2 separate regions of the Mus musculus genome follow, and region 1 is linked to region 2. Evidence: chromatin contacts called from public Hi-C data. All regions are on one chromosome and are shown on one strand. Each heading gives the region's core, a stretch centred on a gene start, on an enhancer-like site or on the middle of the called end of the contact. The rest is flanking DNA. Distances are from core to core; before and after follow the strand shown. Region 1 overlaps Vegfd (vascular endothelial growth factor D). Region 2 overlaps Car5b (carbonic anhydrase 5b, mitochondrial).

What was found. A called contact is a pair of places that touch in the nucleus more often than the background predicts.
Region 1: a Hi-C map of embryonic fibroblasts shows a contact between it and region 2, with 3 times the contacts expected there. The contact joins two enhancer-like sites. A contact is called at or near these places in 1 of 39 promoter capture datasets (pre-B cells), 1 of 484 Hi-C or Micro-C datasets (embryonic fibroblasts) and 1 of 9 other capture datasets (pancreatic islet).

Annotation. Positions count from the first base shown.
Region 1 is chrX:164,380,950-164,385,963 of GRCm38.p6, forward strand. It overlaps Vegfd (vascular endothelial growth factor D), which reads left to right. Exons shown (of 7, transcript NM_010216.2): 2 at 4,855-5,014. Among named protein-coding and RNA genes, the nearest start is that of Vegfd, 9.9 kb to the left of the region's middle. Within about 2 kb of position 1,307, at least 242 of the 459 cell types and tissues checked have an H3K27ac peak or open chromatin away from gene starts, as enhancers often do. A contact at or near this core is called in embryonic fibroblasts, where this site is marked.
Region 2 is chrX:164,010,812-164,015,447 of GRCm38.p6, forward strand. Car5b (carbonic anhydrase 5b, mitochondrial) reads right to left here. Exons shown (of 8, transcript NM_181315.4): 2 at 3,992-4,183. The coding sequence starts at 4,133. Among named protein-coding and RNA genes, the nearest start is that of Car5b, 15 kb to the right of the region's middle. Within about 2 kb of position 2,775, at least 88 of the 459 cell types and tissues checked have an H3K27ac peak or open chromatin away from gene starts, as enhancers often do. A contact at or near this core is called in embryonic fibroblasts, where this site is marked.

The sequences.
Region 1 (5,014 bases), core at 57-2,556, 370 kb after region 2:
TTGTGTAGTTACAGAAGATAGCCAGTTCAGGATTCATATCTTCCATTGCTAGGAGTCTAAGCTAGGGTCACCCTCATAAATTCCTGGGAGTTTCCATTGCACTAGATTTCTACCTCACTCCCGACGTGACTGGAGAGATGGCTCAGCCATTAAAAGCTAGGCTCCCAACCAAAAATACTAAATTTCTACAAGATTTATTTCACCATTAACTGATCTCACTAAATAACTATAGATAGCACTGACATGTTGGAGTATCGCTTTTTGGAAAAAGGAAATCAACATTAAAATAAAAATTATTTCCGGAGAGAGAAAAATATTTTGCTGTTCTGTTGTGACTGGAACTCTTTAGAAAGTATAATTTTTATTGAATGAATATGAATAGCCGCCTCAGACACAGTAAAAGTTTAATTCTGTGCGGTGGGAGGGTCTCGGTTCCGGTGGGGGAATTTGGTTTTTGTTTGTGTAGGGATTCATTGTGGGGACGAGGAAGGTAGAGGAAAGAGTCTGGTACTTTAGTGAGACCTGCCCGGAAGATGGCGAAGACTGGAATCAGGAGAGACATGAACACTGAACAAAAATAAAAATAAAGAAACAAGGGAGGGCAGAGTGAGAAGAGACGACCATGGGACAGAAAAAAAAAAAAAGGAAGACAACTAGGGAAGGACTTAAAACTGACGACAGAGGGTCGAAAAGACAAGGACTTAGGGAAAAGAAAGGAGAACCCCACCCTCCAAACCAGACTGGTGGGACCAGGGAGGGGGCTGGGTGAGGGGACTGGAAGCTTTGGAGACCTCCGCGGGGCAGAAGAGATCTAGTCCAACCAGATACAAGGAATAGGCCCCTTGTTCCCTCCCCCAGGTCCCGGGTAGGGTAGGGGACTGGTGTCTCAGTGCTGCAATGGGGGGTGGGGGGTGCGCCCCTCCCCCAGTCCCTCCTCAAGCTTCACTTTGTTTTTCTTTTTTCTAATTGGATATCTTCTTCATTTACATTTCAAATGCTATCCCCTTTCCTGGTTTCCTCTCCAAAAGTCTCCTATACCCCGCCCCCCCCAGCCCTGCTCCCCAACCCACCCACTCTGGCTTCACTTTGAAAGGTACCGCTCTGGCGACGTCCGCCAACGCGCAGCGGGGCGGGGCAGAGGGGTGGAGTCGGAGAGGCCGGTGGCCTGCTTCCAATCCAGTGAGAGTGGGCGCGGCCTGGACTGCGGCCGGCCCCGCCCCTCGCTCATCTTTTCTCCCCAACCTCCTCGCACCCTGCGGATTGAGCAACTAAGTACCACCCACATGTGTCCAGATGCCTGTGTGCTCGCCGCTCACTGGATTCTCTCCAAGTCCATTCGGTGCTGGTGAAGGTTAGGCGTGCCCGGGCAGAGCCCAACCCCAAGTCTCCATCCTCCCCGGCCGCGCTCCCTCCTGCCCCATTCAGGTGTGGTGTGGACCAGTGGTACTTGTCCTCCTGGCGCTGCTCGGGTAACTGTGACTCTGGAACAGTGCTCTGCATCTGTTTCTATTGATTGCTGGGAGAAACCTCTCTGATGACAATTAGGCTAGGGATCAATCTATGAGTACAGCAGAATATCATTTTTTTATCCTAAGTCACTGGACTTTCCAACCTCAGGGTTCTGGTCTTCCAGGCTGTGTCAGGAGCTCTTTTTTCCTTTTGAAACTGTGGTCCAAACCTGTAAAATAGGACTTTGATGATAAGGTCAATTCATCAGTATTTTTAAAAGCTTTCCTCCACATGCATTCAAGGTGAAAGGAAATCTAGGAACCTCTGCTCCAAATCCTTCCCAAGAGGGAATGAATAAAGCAACCAACACTGTGGCCATTTCTTAGTGGCCTGTTAGGAATGTAACCACCTTGAAGGTCTCTAGAACCAGCTTTGCTCTGTGTATAGTAAGATGTATAAGAAGACAAAGTAGCATTGCAGAGACCTTCAACCCCGTGCTTTAAAAACTGGTTGTTGGAGCTAAAAACCATCAGAGAATGATTTGTTATTTAAGAGGAGAATCTTAACAGTCTTGGACTAATTACAGAACCAAGGCAGCCACTCTAATAAGAAGCAGCGACCTGGGAATGCTGTCTCTCGGCCTCTCATCTTGCTGGGTGATTTTAATCAGTTTAGATCTGATTAGCACTTGTATCTGAGAACTGGAAGAAATCAAGAGCAACTCATTTGGCAAAAGTTCAGCAATGAAAACCACTGCAATCCAAGGTTTAAGTGTGTGTTTGGGACAATAGTCACACTTTGATGTTGAGTTTTCTCATACACATGTGGATAACATAAAGTTGATTACACAAATATCCACCAGTGTAGAATGCCAATTAGAAAGAGATCCATTTTCAACACTTCCCAAATGTATGCCCTAGATAAATTACTTGCTTTTTTTTTTTTGAGTCGTTAGTGTTTCCATTTAGAATTATCAAGGGACTGTTTCCAATTTCTCAGTTATTTCATATTAGGTTTCCGTTAGCAGACTAAGAAGGCTTTCAATAGCTTTGAGTATGAAAGTCAATGTTGTGGTTTTACAAAGAAACAAGTCATAGGAGATATTTAGTCTTCACATCATTTAATATTTTAATTCAGTCTGCAGGATTACTACTTCATCCTGAGGTTTTTTAGCATAGGATTTAAGAAAAAAAAGAACCTGAAATTGAATTGAGACCTGTAAGAAGTACAAAGCCATATATCAGCTTTATCCAAGGATGGTATTGGATGAAATTTTACCTCCATAAATGAAAATTCTTTCATCAAAGTACAATTTAATAATTTTTCATCTAAAATTATAGAGGGGGTTCATACATGAGTACTTCTGCATTTATTATTTTCACCTTTCCCTTTCCCCCATCCAATTCCTTCTGACTCTCCCCTCCTCCTTAAATTCATGATCTCTTCTTCTATAATTATTGTTACACACATAACTGTGCATGAGCATGCACATGTGCACACACAGACACATACATACACTGAGCCCAACTTAAGAATCTTTCTGTAAAGTATCTGTTGACCTTCCTCACTAGCTTACTGAAGCAATGCTGTCAAACCTTTTATCTTGAAGATTGAATAGATGTGAGGTAGCTTTTCCATAGAATTAGAAAGAGGAGGTGAATGGTCAGGCAAAGAGGCCATTGGCAAATTAGGATCATCATGTGTAACAGTTGTCATGGAAATGAGCAAGTGTTCAGTTTTGTCTACAGTGTTCTCAACTAAAGAAGCTGAGCCATGCTACTCAAGTTCAGCAACCTGCTCACACACCCCAACTGTGCTCTTTAAGATTCCTGCTCTCCATTGACAAAAAAGTCCTTATTTCCAACTGTGGAGGGATATGAGAAACCACCAAGATAATCTCCCTGAGCTGCTGAGGCAATCTTGCTCTCTACAGAGCCACATGGCTACCTGTGGCTCGCCTGTTTCAGAGGGTAGTCTTTTTTAATCTCTCCATACTGGGGGTCCAACTAACACATTTCCTACAGCTTACAAGTATAGTTAATACTCTCCTATCTCAGACAAATATATATATATATATATATATATATATATATATATATATATATATATATATATATATACCTGCATGTGTATACTCCCATCTGGATTTAGGTAAAATGGCTAAGGTAGCTTTAGCCAGGTACAGTCACACAGCCTGAGATGCCAGGACTCTAGAAGCTGAGACAGGAGGATCACAATTTCCAGACCAACCTTGGCTGCATAATAAGAACTTGCCTCAAAACAAGAACACCACCACCACCACCACCAACACCACCACCAACAACAACAAAAGGCATAACCTTGAAGATATGTGTTTTGAGACTTTTTTAGTTCACAAACTATAAATGTTAAGAAAAATGGTAAACAAACATGTAAGGCAATCTAAGTAGAAAATGCTGATAAACAATGGAACCATGAAGTTAAAGCTGCAGGACTGATGGATGTGAGACTGGGGAAGACAGGTGATCAAGAACTCAGCTCCAGAACTTGAGAGATAGCTTAGTTGGCAAAGTACGTCCCCAGCATGCACAAGGCCCAAAGACTGATCCCCAGTGCTTGGGAGAGTGGGAAACTCCAATAGGAAATAGGCTCCATTGGTTTTGATGGTTTTGATGGCATAGTATATAATTGTGTGTATGTTTCATTATTTCATATAACCAAGCCCCTACTTTTGAACAAGAAGTTACATGTTAAAAACCTTTTCTTGACTTGGAACCCCTCACAAATATACCGGTCTAGTCTAGTTGCACTGTATTAGCCATTGCAAATCAGACGCAACTGAAGAGAAACAGTGAGACTTCAGCATAGACAAGGAAATCAGTGGCTGTTGTCACAAAATTAGTATAATAGGAGAGTCTATAGCTTTTCTGTGGCTGTAGTAGCAAAGTACCATAAATTTGGTAGCTCAAAACAACAAAATCCCCCAAATCAAAGTGTCAACTCTCTTGGCATGAACATTACCTCGTCTGCTTCTGGTGGCTGTAGGCAATCCCTGAGTTGTGGCTTCATCACTTCATCTCCATCTTCATCTTCACATGGACTTACTGTGTCTATGTTTTCTCCTGGATTCTAAGGACGTTGGTCATTCTATTTTCGGTTTATGTGACTAATACCACAAAAACTTTACCTCAATTATACAATGCATCTTTTTTTTTTTCCTGAGTAAGACAATGTGCAGAGGCTCTGGAAGTAAGGAAGTAGACCCTTCATTTCAAAGGCCACCATTAGACATTGTTTTTTTTTTTTTTTCTCCAGACACAGGTCTACATCAGAATAACCTTAACTAGTTTCTTTTCAGATGCTCTATAGTTTCAATTGTTAGCAACCATGGTTATCAAGATATCTTTGTAACTCACTCTTAATTAGGATTTTTCTTTTGAGCGATCATCCCGGTCCATGTTGGAACGATCTGAACAACAGATCCGAGCAGCTTCTAGTTTGGAGGAGTTGCTGCAAATCGCGCACTCTGAGGACTGGAAGCTGTGGCGATGCCGGTTGAAGCTCAAAAGTCTTGCCAGTATGGACT
Region 2 (4,636 bases), core at 1,525-4,024:
TCCACACTCCTCCTGCTTTGGATTTCTGAATACTTGTGCTGAAAACACAAGCGTGAGTTGTTATACCAAACTTAAAAAAGAAAATCCTTTAAATGGGCTGGAGAGATGGCTCCGCAGTCAAGAGCACCTGCTCTTCTTGCAGAGAACTCAAGTGTGGTTTCCAGCACCAACATGGGGAGACTTAGAACCATCTGTAACTCCAGTTCCATTAGATCTGACTCCCTCTTTTGGCCCCAGAGGGCACCCACACACATGGCATGCATACACATGAATAAATATAATAAAATTTAGCTATATAAAAGAAGAAAGTCTTAAATGTGCTTATTGATTTAGTTTTGTCTAACTATGTTTATTTGTTGATGCTGGGATTACCACACACAGCTTTAGCCACTGTCCACCATGCCCAGCTAAATAGAGATTGTTAATAGAACTAGAGCTTATTAAAAGACATTTTCAATATAGTTTTCTTTTGGAGACAGGGTCTCACTATGTATCTGGAACTCGCAGAGATTTGCTACCTCTACCTCCCAAATACTGGATTAAAGGCATGTGCCACCACTCTTGGTTTAATACGGAATTTTAAGTATGTAAGTTAAAATTTAAAAAAAAAAGGATAAAATAAGACATACCCAAGTATGAGCTTCTTAAAGAGAGTATCCTAAAGAAGCTTTTCTTTCCTGTCAGATTATGTATGTATGTATGTATGCATGTATGTATGCATTTATGTATTTTTATTCGTGTGTCTCTGTGTGGTATGTGTGCCTGAGGAGACCAGAAGAGGGTGTCAAGTCCTCTGCAGCTTGAGTTATAGGTGGATGTGCGCTGGCTGTCCCACATGGGTGCTGGTCCTCTGCAAGTGCAGCTTAACTGCTGAGCCATCTCTCCAGCCCTCTGAGTAAGCCTCACAGAGAAGACAATGCTGTAAAAACTCTATACAGAAGCATTCAGGAGAATTGATTTGAAGGATGGAAACTTCCAGTGTGGTAACTATTAGGTACACATGGTTCTAAAATAGTAATGAATTTAAATTGGCATGTAAATACATGAGACTTGCGACGACATTTTTTTCTTTTCCTTCCTGTCATTTGTTTCTTCTTCTGTTTTATCTTTGTAATTTCATGGGTTTATTTTTTTTTTTAGTGGCTGTATTAGATACAGTGATGTTCAATAATTTTAATAGTCCTCTTCCTTACTTAAAGAAGCCAGATGTGATACACAGCTGTAATCCCAGCATTCAAGAAATGGAGAGAGGAGAATCAGAAATTCAAGGGCAACTTCTGCTACACAGCAAGTTTGAGGCAAGTCTGGGGTATATGAAACCCTGTCTCAAAAGGAACAAACAAACAAACGAATAAATAAATAAATAACTATAGGAAGACTGAGACCATCAAGCACCACTAATGTAATAATAAGTTTGCCCCATTTTTATGCGCCATGATCTTCTTTATGCCTTTCATTAAATTAAAAATCACTAAATCATCAAATTCATTTTCCCGTGTTTTAGGTTCTTACGCCTAATTTTGTTTAATGTAACAATTAAGCTAAATGGCACTCTGAGTAAAACTAATTTTATTTTCATCTCTGGTAATAGGTATATAGCCTATTAAGTCTTTAAGAGTTACTGACTGCATCTCAGGAAAACAGTAAACAGCAATTTGAATAGACAGCCCATGGTTCCTGGGCAGAGAAAGAAGGTGAATGGCAGTGTGCTTCTGCAGTTCCCACAATCTTCTACTTCCTTTACCTCTTGGTCTGCTTTACATGACCTTAAGAAGGCCAGATTGGAAGCTGGGTGTAGAGGTGCATGACCGTCACATTGGCACACCCAGGGACTAAGGCAAGAAGAAGATCCAAATTTCAAAACCAGCCTGAGGCTGGAGAGATGGCTCAGCAGTTAAGAACACTGGCTGCTCTTCCAGAGGTCCTGAGTTCAATTCCCAGCAACCACATGGTGGCTCATGACCATCTGTAATGGGATCCGATGCCCTCTTCTGGCATACATGCAGGTAGAACCATGTATGCATAATAAATAAATAAATCTAAAAAACCCAAAAACTTTTCAAGACCATCCTGGGCTACATAGAGAGTCGGAAGTCAGTCTGAAGTACATAAAAGCAGACAAACAACAGATAAAATGGTCAGATTTGAACCCGGACACAAGTATCGAACCTATAAAGATGACAAAAAGGATGAAGGTAAGAATGACTATGACACTAAAAGAAGCACCAGAGCTGAATTTTTAATCTTTCACATCCTTTCCTGTCTCCAAGTAGCCACCCTTCTGTTGGGCTATTGAATTGTCAGAAACAATAAGTATTATCTTTCCAACTAAGCAGGGGAAGGATATAGGCCTACAGACAAGGACATATGCTCAGTGGGGCAGCAAAGACCATAATATTCTCCTGCCTGAAAAAAACGTTGGGATGCTGTTATATGCCAAGAGTCAAAAAGAAGGAAACTGTGCCCGATTTTCCTCACCAAGTCAGAAACAAGAACATGTCTGAGTATGAGGGAGATTACTCAAAGGAAGTTGGTCCTCTCTGCCACTACTGTCTGCTGCAAATCCTGTCCTAAAGTCACAGCCCACAGGATTTTAAATGTGTAACTTTTAGCTTCCTGCTAAAAAAACAAAAGAAGAAAGCTTCATTAGCTGGATAAGTATGACTAATTTTTTCCATTTCAGGTCATAAACCACAAAGTACTGAATTCACACTCTGGATAGTATGTGGGCATGCTTGTAGGATGCCACACCCAACAACCAGAAATTTCTTATGACTCAGGCCAGTTTCTCTTAACGAGAAGACACCCAGTGCTGAGGGTAAGGGAACTTTCAGTTAACATAGATTTATAGAGCAGTTTTTGAATCCCAGGCTTAAGTGAGATTAATACCGTTGTGGGCAAGCATTTTCATTTACCCGTCTTTTACACATGGAGTCAGGGAAAAACTTAGGTCTCAGTGCAGGCCAACATTCAAGACATCTGTGTGGGGCTTTGTTGCAATGTTTTATTTTCTGGTAGTGGAAATTTCCTCTTTAGTTAGTTAGTTAGCGACCTCATCTGCCCATAAACTCAAATGAACCGTGTCACAAATGCATTCTTTCTCCTCATCTCAATGGTTGGTTCTTATCCAGGGGGCAATTTTGTTCCCTAGAATTCATAGAGAAATATCTACTTTTGGTTTTTATATTTGGGGGCAATGGGAGCCTGGGCTCGAGGGAGTAAATATACCTCCCCACCCCCCAGCCCTGTGCCGGTGCCAAGGTAGAGAATTCCTGCAACACCATGCTATGGACAATCACTCGAGTCTCCGAGGGAGCAGCAGGGCGTTGAAGGAAGAACATATGCTGCCTCATTTCATCGCCCATGTTTACAGTTGAGCACACAATTGCAAGCTGGTCAGCTACAATTAACTCCTGGATTTATAACTCCAGACAGAATATTTTGGAGCATGAACACAATGACCCACTTGCAAAACCCTATATGCAAATTCTATAAATGTAAGATCCAGTGCAACAGCCAGGCAGTGGTGGTGCAGGCCTTTAGTCCCAGCACCCATGATGCAGAGGCAGGCAGATCTCTGTGAGTACAAGACCACCCTGGTCTATAGAGAGAGTTTCAGGGTAGCCAGGGCTACACAGAGATACCCTGTCTCAAAAAACCAATAGATGGATGGATGGATGGATGGATGGATGGATAGATAGATAGATAGATAGATAATCCACTGTAACAATTTGTAGTTTGTAGGTCAACCTTAGTCAAAGGAAACGAATGGTAAGATACCAGACTTCAAGACATTTCAACATCTTCATAGCCCTTGTCCACTTTCAGCATGACATCATCTAGCATACTAAAACAGGTGGAAAAGGACTTTCCATGTCTGCTGTCTTTACAGTCATGTTCACCATTCTTAAGGTGTATAATCCCACACTGGAATGCCTACAGGTAGTTAGCAAGCAAACTTTTCACTCTCTTCATGGAGTGGGGTACTCACAGGCTCGGTTCCTGGTTCTGTATGTGCAGGTATAGAGACTGCAGGACCTCCGTGGCACCAACCTCGGAACCCAGCACCTTCTCCATGGCAATGTACTCGAAGAGACTTGTAGAATCACTCTCAGGTGATTCATCACAGCCATCTTTAGCTTGGAATACCCAGCAATGGCTAAGCAGCTCGGGAACCTAAGACCTGGAGGACAGAGGAAGGAAAGCTAAACTCAGCAAGCAGTGAAAAGCCCAAGGAAACCTGGGAGAAGACACCACTGGAAAGATCAGTCCGTGTCCTGATGCGGGGGTGGGGCCAATGAGAGTCGATAGTTTATTCACTCTTGTTTTTCAAACTGAGTGCCTTGGTGGCATGCAGGGCTCTGATGACTGACTCAGGAGCTTGGCAGTTCCCTCAGAGTTGGCAAACTTTAGAGGCCCAGAGAAAAGATTCTTCTTCATACACATAAATAAAGACTGTGGCTCCTACCAGCCCTTCAAATTAAAAGAAAATATATTGCCTCAAATCATAATTAGTTATCCAGTATGGTAATTATATCTAGGAAGAGTTCAATGAGTAATGCCCCTTTCAGGCAGCCTGAATAGAAAAACAAATCATTGTTTCTGGTTTTCTTTAAAAAAGTAGCCAGAAATAAAT